Linked DNA regions of Ovis aries: regions 1 and 3 are each linked to region 2. The links are chromatin contacts, called in public Hi-C maps. All regions are on one chromosome and are shown on one strand. Each heading gives the region's core, a stretch centred on a gene start, on an enhancer-like site or on the middle of the called end of the contact. The rest is flanking DNA. Distances are from core to core; before and after follow the strand shown.

Evidence for each region. A called contact is a pair of places that touch in the nucleus more often than the background predicts.
Region 1: a Hi-C map of tail adipose tissue shows a contact between it and region 2, with 2.4 times the contacts expected there. The contact joins the promoter of ZCCHC8 here to the promoter of DENR in region 2. A contact is called at or near these places in 2 of 16 Hi-C or Micro-C datasets (blood and tail adipose tissue).
Region 3: a contact with region 2 is called in a Hi-C map of hypothalamus, with 4 times the contacts expected there. The contact joins the promoter of KNTC1 here to the promoter of DENR in region 2. A contact is called at or near these places in 2 of 16 Hi-C or Micro-C datasets (hypothalamus and skin fibroblasts).

The regions. Positions count from the first base shown.
Region 1 is chr17:52,980,955-52,983,654 of ARS-UI_Ramb_v3.0, forward strand. It overlaps ZCCHC8 (zinc finger CCHC-type containing 8), which reads left to right and starts at 1,356. Exons shown (of 14, transcript XM_004017335.6): 1 at 1,356-1,573. The coding sequence starts at 1,375.
Region 2 is chr17:52,790,224-52,792,923 of ARS-UI_Ramb_v3.0, forward strand. It overlaps DENR (density regulated re-initiation and release factor), which reads right to left and starts at 1,310. Exons shown (of 7, transcript XM_060400753.1): 1 at 1,143-1,310; 2 at 300-413. The coding sequence starts at 405.
Region 3 is chr17:52,958,895-52,961,594 of ARS-UI_Ramb_v3.0, forward strand. It overlaps KNTC1 (kinetochore associated 1), which reads right to left and starts at 1,319. Exons shown (of 61, transcript XM_060401137.1): 1 at 1,287-1,319. RSRC2 (arginine and serine rich coiled-coil 2) reads left to right here and starts at 1,623. Exons shown (of 10, transcript XM_012097740.5): 1 at 1,623-1,749. The coding sequence starts at 1,744.

The sequences.
Region 1 (2,700 bases), core at 106-2,605, 190 kb after region 2:
TGCAGTCGATGGGGTCAAAAAGAGTCGGACACGACTGAGCAACTGAACTGAACTTGGGCTTCCCAAGTTCAGCTGGTAGCTCAGCGGGTAAAGAATCTGCCTGCAATGCAGGAGACCCCCAGTTCCATTCCTGGGTCCAGAAAATCCCCTGGAGAAGGGATAGGCTACCCACTCCAGTATTCTTGGGCTTCCCTTGTGACTCAGCTGGTAAAGACTTGGCTCACAATGCGAGAGACCTGTGTTCAATCCATAGGTTGGGAGATCCCTTGGAGAAGGGAATGCTACCCACTTCAGTATTCTGGCCGGGAGAATTCCATGGACAAAGGAGCCTGGCAGGCTACAGTCCATAGGGTCCCAAAGGTGGAAACTACTTGGCGACTTTCACTTTTCTTTTGTTTCTTTTGCTAGACTGCACCCCCTGTGAAAGCAGGGCCATCTCTATTTCGCTCACTCTTGCATCCTCAGCCCCTAGAACAGTGCCTGGCACACAGAACTCGGTAAATAAATGTTGAATGAAAGAGTGATGCTGCGAAGTCGCTTCTGTCGTGTCTGTGCGACCCCATAGACGACAGCCCACCAGGCTCCCCTGTCCCTGGAATTCTCCAGGCAAGAACACTGGAGTGGGTTGCCATTTCCTTCTCCAATGCATGAAAGTGAAAAGCGAAAGTGAAGCCGCTCAGTTGTGTCTGACTCTTAGCGACCCCATGGCCTGCAGCCTACCAGGCTCCTCCGTCCATGGGATTTTCTCGGCAAGAGTACTGGAGTGGGCTGATTGAAGGAGAGATACCACCAAAAGCTTCTAGGGACAAATCTAAAATAATTTAAAATCAAGCTAGCTTTTTATGAAAAAGTGAAACAAGTCCAATCAACTGAAGTACCTTCTCCAAGAACAAAAAAGGTAGTCTGTGGCAAAACTGGAGTTCCTTATTGCTGTTTGGGACGAACACCAGAATCTGTGACAATCCATGCATCGTGCTCTTTTTTTTTTTTTTTCTGCTTTTGAGGCAAAACCGGGACAACTCGCTTTGTAACACTTTCTGATCTGGTTCGGCTTTTTTCACGTTAAAACCAACCGATCCCAGTATGCAATGCAAACAATGAGTTAACAGTCGCCTAGAAACCACATATCCCAGAATGCCATGGTCCCAAGCAATTTCAGAAGTGGGTAAAGGAGACGCCACTGCATTCTGGGAGTTGTAGTCTCACAGGACTGGCCCGCCCCTTGTGCAACTTCGGCGGCCTACGTTTGGAGGAAACGCTGCTTGGGTGGCTTAGCGCGTTGGGGGCAGTAGAGAGCGGTTCCGCCCAACAAAACCTTCGCCTCCGGCCTGGTGGCCAGCTCCGCCTCTTCTCGTATCTTTCCCACAGCCCAAAATGGCGGCGGAGGTGGATTTTGGCGACTTAGAGCTGTTCGAGGCGTTTGACCACCCCGAGGAGTCGACTCCGAAGCCCGTTCATACCCGCTTCAAGGACGACAATGGCGACGAGGAGGACGAGAATGGGACTGGCGACGCGGAGCTGCGGGAACGGCTTCGGCAGTGCGAGGAAACCATCGAGCAGCTCCGCGCCGAGAATATCCTTCCCGTTCGCTGGGCCCTGTCACCGGGGCTTGTGGTGGGGCCCGTGCCGGGAGGGCTCAGGCGGAAATTCCACAAGGGCCAGAATTCAGCCTGAGAATCTAGGGTTCAGGTTGCGTAAGCTGTCCTCGAGGCCTCGGCGCAGACCTCTCTCCTTGTGGGATTCGTCTCCTCGACCTCATTCGCTTCTCCCGTCCGCGAGTCTGGGGCGGGATTTTAGCGCTATTCCGGACTGTTTGAACTGTTCAGTTATAGACTGTTCACCACGTCTCTTCCCGTCTTTTGAGTCATTATCCGGTCTCCTTTTTCGGAACCAGTGTAAAGTTGATGCAGACACGCTGTGTGGTGTATTAGGCGATACCGGCTACTTTGACCTGGGCGCAGATGTGTTTTTAAGGCGGGGCCAAAGTTAGTGGTCCTATTCTGCGGAGTTGGGGTTCCTAAGGAGCCGAGGCAGGCACAGAGAAATGGTTCATTGCCTGATGACCATTGGGGATTCATTTGAAAGTTCTTCCACTTTGAATCAGCTTCCGTGTGGAATGTGCATTACGTTTCCGTTTGATAGTTACGTGTCCACAGGCTTTCTAGTAAAATGTGTTAATATATTCTTACTGGGTGTTTGCGGGTGGGGGTTAACTTATTTTAAAATTTTTTGTTTATTTTTACTTGGCTTACAATTTTGGTTCAGGAACTGTTTTCTAGTGTAAGGTTTTCGAAGCCATTTTTTTCATAATGCCTTTTTCCTGGACATTTTATTGTGGAAAATTTCTAAAGATAGAAAAGTTGAAAGGATTTGGCGGTGAACATTCATAGATCCCATCCTAGATTTTTCATTTCTTAACAGTTTGTTATGCTGCATTTACCTTATTGAGTTATCATGATGCTTTTGACCTGGAACGTTTTCTTAAGTGGCTGTTTAACTTCTGACGGTACACCGTTGTCCGAATAGCATTTTTGGTTTCAGTCTGTTAGTCTCTTTTGAATTACATGACCCTGTCTTAGAAATACCATGTTGGAAGGGTATGTATTTTAGTTTTTTAGATCCAGGTACGAGTCCTGCAACAGAAAAGGTCAGTAAATGTGTCGTCCTCAAAACATTTATCTTTTAACTTTTGTAACGTAT
Region 2 (2,700 bases), core at 60-2,559:
AATTATCTTACAAGAAGCCCAACTTTAACGGCCAGACTGGAAAGTTACTTTGGGCTGGAATAATCTATTTACACATGTCTATTCCAACTGGACTGAAAATTTCTCCAGGCCAAGTAGCAAGACACAAGTCCCACAGGTTGGGAAAATCTGTTCATCCATGCCTCCTCTTCCCCAACTCCCAATTAAAGATTCACCAAATGACAAAGATGAAAAAATTACTTGGACCAAATGTGAAGCCACTGATCATAACGTCTAAAAATACGGTGAGTAAAAGCCATTTTCTGCCTTCCAACACTTACCTCCACAGTAAAGGACTCGAAGTGGGTAATCTGCATCTAACTTGGTGTTGCTCCTCTGGTCTCCTCTGCAATCATGCCCACCGGATTCAGAAATGTCAGCAGCCATTTCAAAACCTGTCAGAAAAGAAAATAACACAGCTTCACTATTTGGGACCAAGGCCCTGAGAGAAACACTGTTCAAGTGTAACCTTGTCTTCCAGTAGAAATCCCCCCACCCCAAATCTGTTTCAATTCTCTGCTGAATGAAAGGTAAGAAGCTGGATCCATAAAATATGAGTAATTCTGGGCACACCATTTTCCAGGAAAGCGAGCGACAACAGTGAGATTCATAGCAAATGGACCATGACAACGAGGGGCGGGGCGGGGGGGGGGCACCGGTGGAAGCAGCAGCAATGGGAAAAAAGGATGGGGATAGTGACCTCGGTGGGGGCAAGGCAAAAGGTTTAGGGGGTGATTCGGGAGGGATGCAAAGTACAACAGAGAAAGGCCACGAAGCAGCTGAAGGGGCTGGAAAAACCTACGAAGAGGGGGTGAAGAAGGGGTGGGTCGCCGGAGGCGCCCAGAGTGCAGGGTGTGGGGGCGGCTGGATGCCAAGAAAGGGACGCTTTAGAGTCGGGAGAGGGGATGGAAGTGGGAGAGGGCGGGGAGACTAGAGTCTGAGGAGATAAGAATACGGGCAAAAGAACCAGAAAGGAGCAGAATGTAACAGGACTAAGGCGACAAGGGCGGTCAGGTGTGAGGGCGCGACCTGAAGCGACAGGGGCAACCCCGGGGACACCAGAGCGGCCCATGTGGGCGGGGGTGTGGAGGCGCCCGGCCCGGCCCCCTTCCGCCGGACAGCACCTCAGCTTCCTCACGCTCTCTACAAGCTTCTCCGAAGCGGGAGAGGCACGAGGGGTTATTACCCAGGCGGTCGCACAGCCTCCACCGCCTCCGCTCCCGCCACTACCGCCAGCTGAAGCGACACATGCGATTCCTCTTCTCCAGCCAGAGCCGCCCGAGAGCGCGTCTACCAGCGGCGGTCCCGCGAGATAATAAGCCTTTATCGCGAGACTCAGTGGCCGCCGGGCGGCTGTCGCGAGAAGCCTGAAGGCTGGGGCGGGGAGGAATTGGAGAGCATGCGCATTTCGCTCAGGGGCGGGGCCAAGCAGCCTAGAGGCTGACAGCCAGTAGGCGGTGCTCGTTACTTGTGGGAGAGGGTGGGTGGTCCGCGGTCGCGGCGCGAAAGGGGGCGCTCTTTGGAAAGCGAAGACTGCTTACTGCTTGCTGCTGAGGCGGGGACGTGGCCGTGGCCCTGGGGTCTGGAGTGCCTCCTTCAGTCCTGACTAACCTCCAGCCTATTGGATGTCATTCCTCCGCGGGGAGATTGCAACTGGAAAATGCGTTTGGTTTAATTTCAACGACCTGCCCTATATTGGCGGAATTCTTTTTAAAAAGACAGTGTCAATGCTATTCCATTTTTCTCATTGTCCTGCAATTTCACCAACCTAACAACTATTTTCACAGCTTCCTGGTGTTTACTGATCCTTATATATGTTTTAAATTGGAATTAAACTCTCCCACGTCACTGTAGACTAAAGAAGTATTCACAACCTCAAGATTGCGAGTTAGGTTTTACTTGGCTGGAATTTTAGGGCTTCAAGCCTAGGAGGCAGCTTCTCAAGTTAACCCTGAGAGAACTGTTCTGGGGAGGACAGAAGCCAGGATATATAGGCATTTTGCAGCAAGGAGCAGGTAGTCTGAAAACCAAAAGATTATTGTTAATTAAAGAAAATCAGGTATGTCAAGTAAAGAAATTAAGTGATTTTTCTGTGTGAGAGTAGATGCAGGAGTCTGGGCTTACTGAAATCTTTCCTTTAATATACACGTCAGCTACCTGGGGCCAATATCCTGTGTTTTCCCATCCTGAGTTTCCTCAGTGCTCATTGTAGGGAGTAGCTGTAGTCTGATGACTGCTAGATGGCAGGTAGTTTTTTCCTTCCCAAGTTCCCTCAGGGTTCACCAGCTCATAGTTTGGTGGTGATGATGACTGTGACATCCTTTGTTTACTGATACTGCAGGAAATAGTCCATTTCTCATCAGGTTTTCACTCACGGTGTGTCTTGGCTTTGCTTCCATCTAGTTGTTTCATTTTGGGAAAAACCCTTCGTATCCATTTTCAGCCTGAGTCCTATTTAGGAAATGGGAATAACACTACAACAGTTGAAGAGATGTGGGTTAGGGAAATGGAGACCAAAAGTGCTTTGTAGATGTTGGAGGTGGTTCTTTTCTATTTTGCTGTTTCCTCCACTCACATCTGTTTCATTCTTCCCCTTGACTACAACTTCATTTGCCACCACCAGTACCACCCTTAAATTGTCTGCTCAGAGCTTTGTGTGTATGAAGCCATCTAGCATAATCT
Region 3 (2,700 bases), core at 69-2,568, 170 kb after region 2:
AGCCAGAAAGGTCACTGCCAGTTTCAAACGGTCACAAAACAATGCTTGGTTTCATGGCAAGCACTCACTTTTAAGTGCAGCTAATCCACTACTGTATTGGTGGAAGAAGGTAACATTTGAGCTAGTATTTAAGGTTACAGGAGCTTCTTAAATATTGGAAGAGCTCTTACTAGGAGTGTAAGCAAGGGCACGAAAACAAGGCACATTAGAATAGACAATAATTTTAGTGGCTGTGTTTGGGCAGGAATTGGGAGGAGATTAAGACAGGCTGAAGTAAACACTTCTATGAGTTTCAGAGTCCCACCATCTGTAAGAACAGAGAAATATTATCAGCCTCCCAGGTATGTCACACTCGTTTGACAAACGTTTACTGAATGTCTACTATGTGTCAGGCACTGTTTTGAGAGCTGGGAATACATCTGTGAAGAAGACAGAAAAGGTCTTTGTCATTATGAAATTCAAATCCCATAGGAAAGACAGACAAAAATAAATGGGGTATTGAGTAGGCAAGACAGTTTGAATGTATTACTCATTTAATCTGCACAACAATCCATTTTACAGCTGAGAAGCATGAATCAGGGACTAAATAAAGGGCCATGGACACCTAAAATGAGTTAACGATGTCGCTAGACAAGATTCAAATTCATGCCAGTTACTGTTATACTGCTTCCCTATTAAAAAAAAAAAATAAGTAAACGCACAACTACAAACAATGCTCAGGTGAATGGGGGGTGGCGTGTAAAAAAATCTGGGCAGGGAAAGAGAAGACAACTGAGCTGAGATCCGAATAACAAGACAAGGCAACTATGTAAGGCTCTGGGGACACAAAGATGCAGGCCGAATATCAAAGATGCAAAGGGTGGAATGAGTTTGGAGCTGCTGAAGGGCCATATGAAGAATGGGATATTTCGGGGGCTAAACCAACAGGTGGAACCAATGAATCCCTGATTACAAGATTGGCTTTCATCCTCAGTGCTAGGGTGGAAATACTAAGTAGGCCTGTGATGTGATTAAGTTTGAGATTATACTGGGTGCTGAGTGAACACATAAACGAATTAAACGAAATGAAAGTTTCAAATAGGCCTCCTTGCTTAAGTGCTTTAAGTTAGACAAGGGCCAGCAAGAAATAACTCCAACCCATCTCCCATAGGCGTCCTAAGAGGAAAACACCCCAAACTGAGCTGAGGTTTCTATTTCGACCTAAAACCACCCCACCCCCCAGCTCCTATAGTAGCGTGGCTCCCCCTCCTCACCTGCAATTGAAGAAATTAAACACTCAAAATTACCTCACCCGCATCCACGCTCCCACAACCGCTCCTAAAGTCTTAAGGGTCTTTGCCACAGGTTTAAATTGGCGGGAGAAAACCAAGCCCAACCCCTTCTACGGCGACCAGGGGAGGCCAAGATTGCTCTAGAAGAGAAATAGGAAGTCGCCCCACCCTAAATTCCACCAGTTCTGAAACCACGCAGAGCCTTCTGTGGTACGTCCTTGGCCCCGCCCTCTCCCCGCCTTACCCGCTCCTTCAAAAGAACAACCAATCACCGTCTAACCTCGTTGCTACAGAAACTCTTATCCCCACCCCTTTTCCTCCCAGCAAGCTGTGCTGTGCGCCGTGCCTTTTCCCCTTTGTGCCATCCGGGTCTCTTGCGCGAGCGATTCAGTCTGTGGCGAAGCGTCGAAGCGGCCAGTACTGTGAAAAGTGGCAAGTGGAGGCGCCGCCGTTGCGGCCAAGACTCTGGACTATGGCGGTGGGTGCCAAATTTGAGTTTAAAATCGTGGATAGTTTCCTGTTACTCTCCAAACAAGGGATGAGCGGCTTCCAGGGCTGTTGTCCGCGCTTATGTGTGGACAAAATGGCGCCTTGGCCTTCTTCTGCGCCCGCCATCATGGCTGGCTGCTGTAGGGAGGGGGAAATAAGGCGCTGTTGTTGGGGGTGGGGAGCAGCAGGGAGTGTCTTTTTTTTTTTTTCCAGAACTTTCCTGCCTCTTTCCCAGTATTTTGTTCTTTTGGCTCACAGGACTGACTGCAGTTTAGCTTACTCACTAGTTAGTGGGTTTATTGAATTTCGTTAAAGCTTGGGCATTTATGTTCGCAGTGGGAGAGGGCTGGGGAAAAGAGAAAAGGGATCAGGGGTCGTCTCTGAAAAGTATTGGGTCAGAAAGGCGGTGCCTGTAAGGGACAGAAGGCGAAAAGAGAGCAGTCTAGGAGCGATCATTTTGCCCACGCTCAATGAGACAATTCTAATCGCAAAATTTCAATTAGTGTTGCGTCTGCGTAAACCTTAGTTTATTCCTTAGTAAGCATCCGGGGAACGAGTTTCTGGAAGGGAGTAGAAATTCGATTTAATTAGGAGAAGACTTTGAAACTACGAATTCGGACTGATGATGCTCCGTTTTGAAGTCTTTGAGAAACAAGCCCTATCATTGCCGTTGTTATTTTAAATTTGAGTCCTTCATTGGCCCGTTTAATTTTAAATGAAAATTAGAATTTTTCAATTACCTCTTGTGTAAAATAAGCCTACTTTGGATATGATACCCAATCCAGATGGATCGCATTATTGTGGGAATATTTTGTTTTACTGTACCCGGTTAAAAGAAAATTGCAAACATTTTGCATCCTTTTCCACTGATTAAAAAGTTGTTTTCTCGCTTTTGAAAATAAATAGGATCATATATAGAAAAACTGGTAGTTTACTCAGC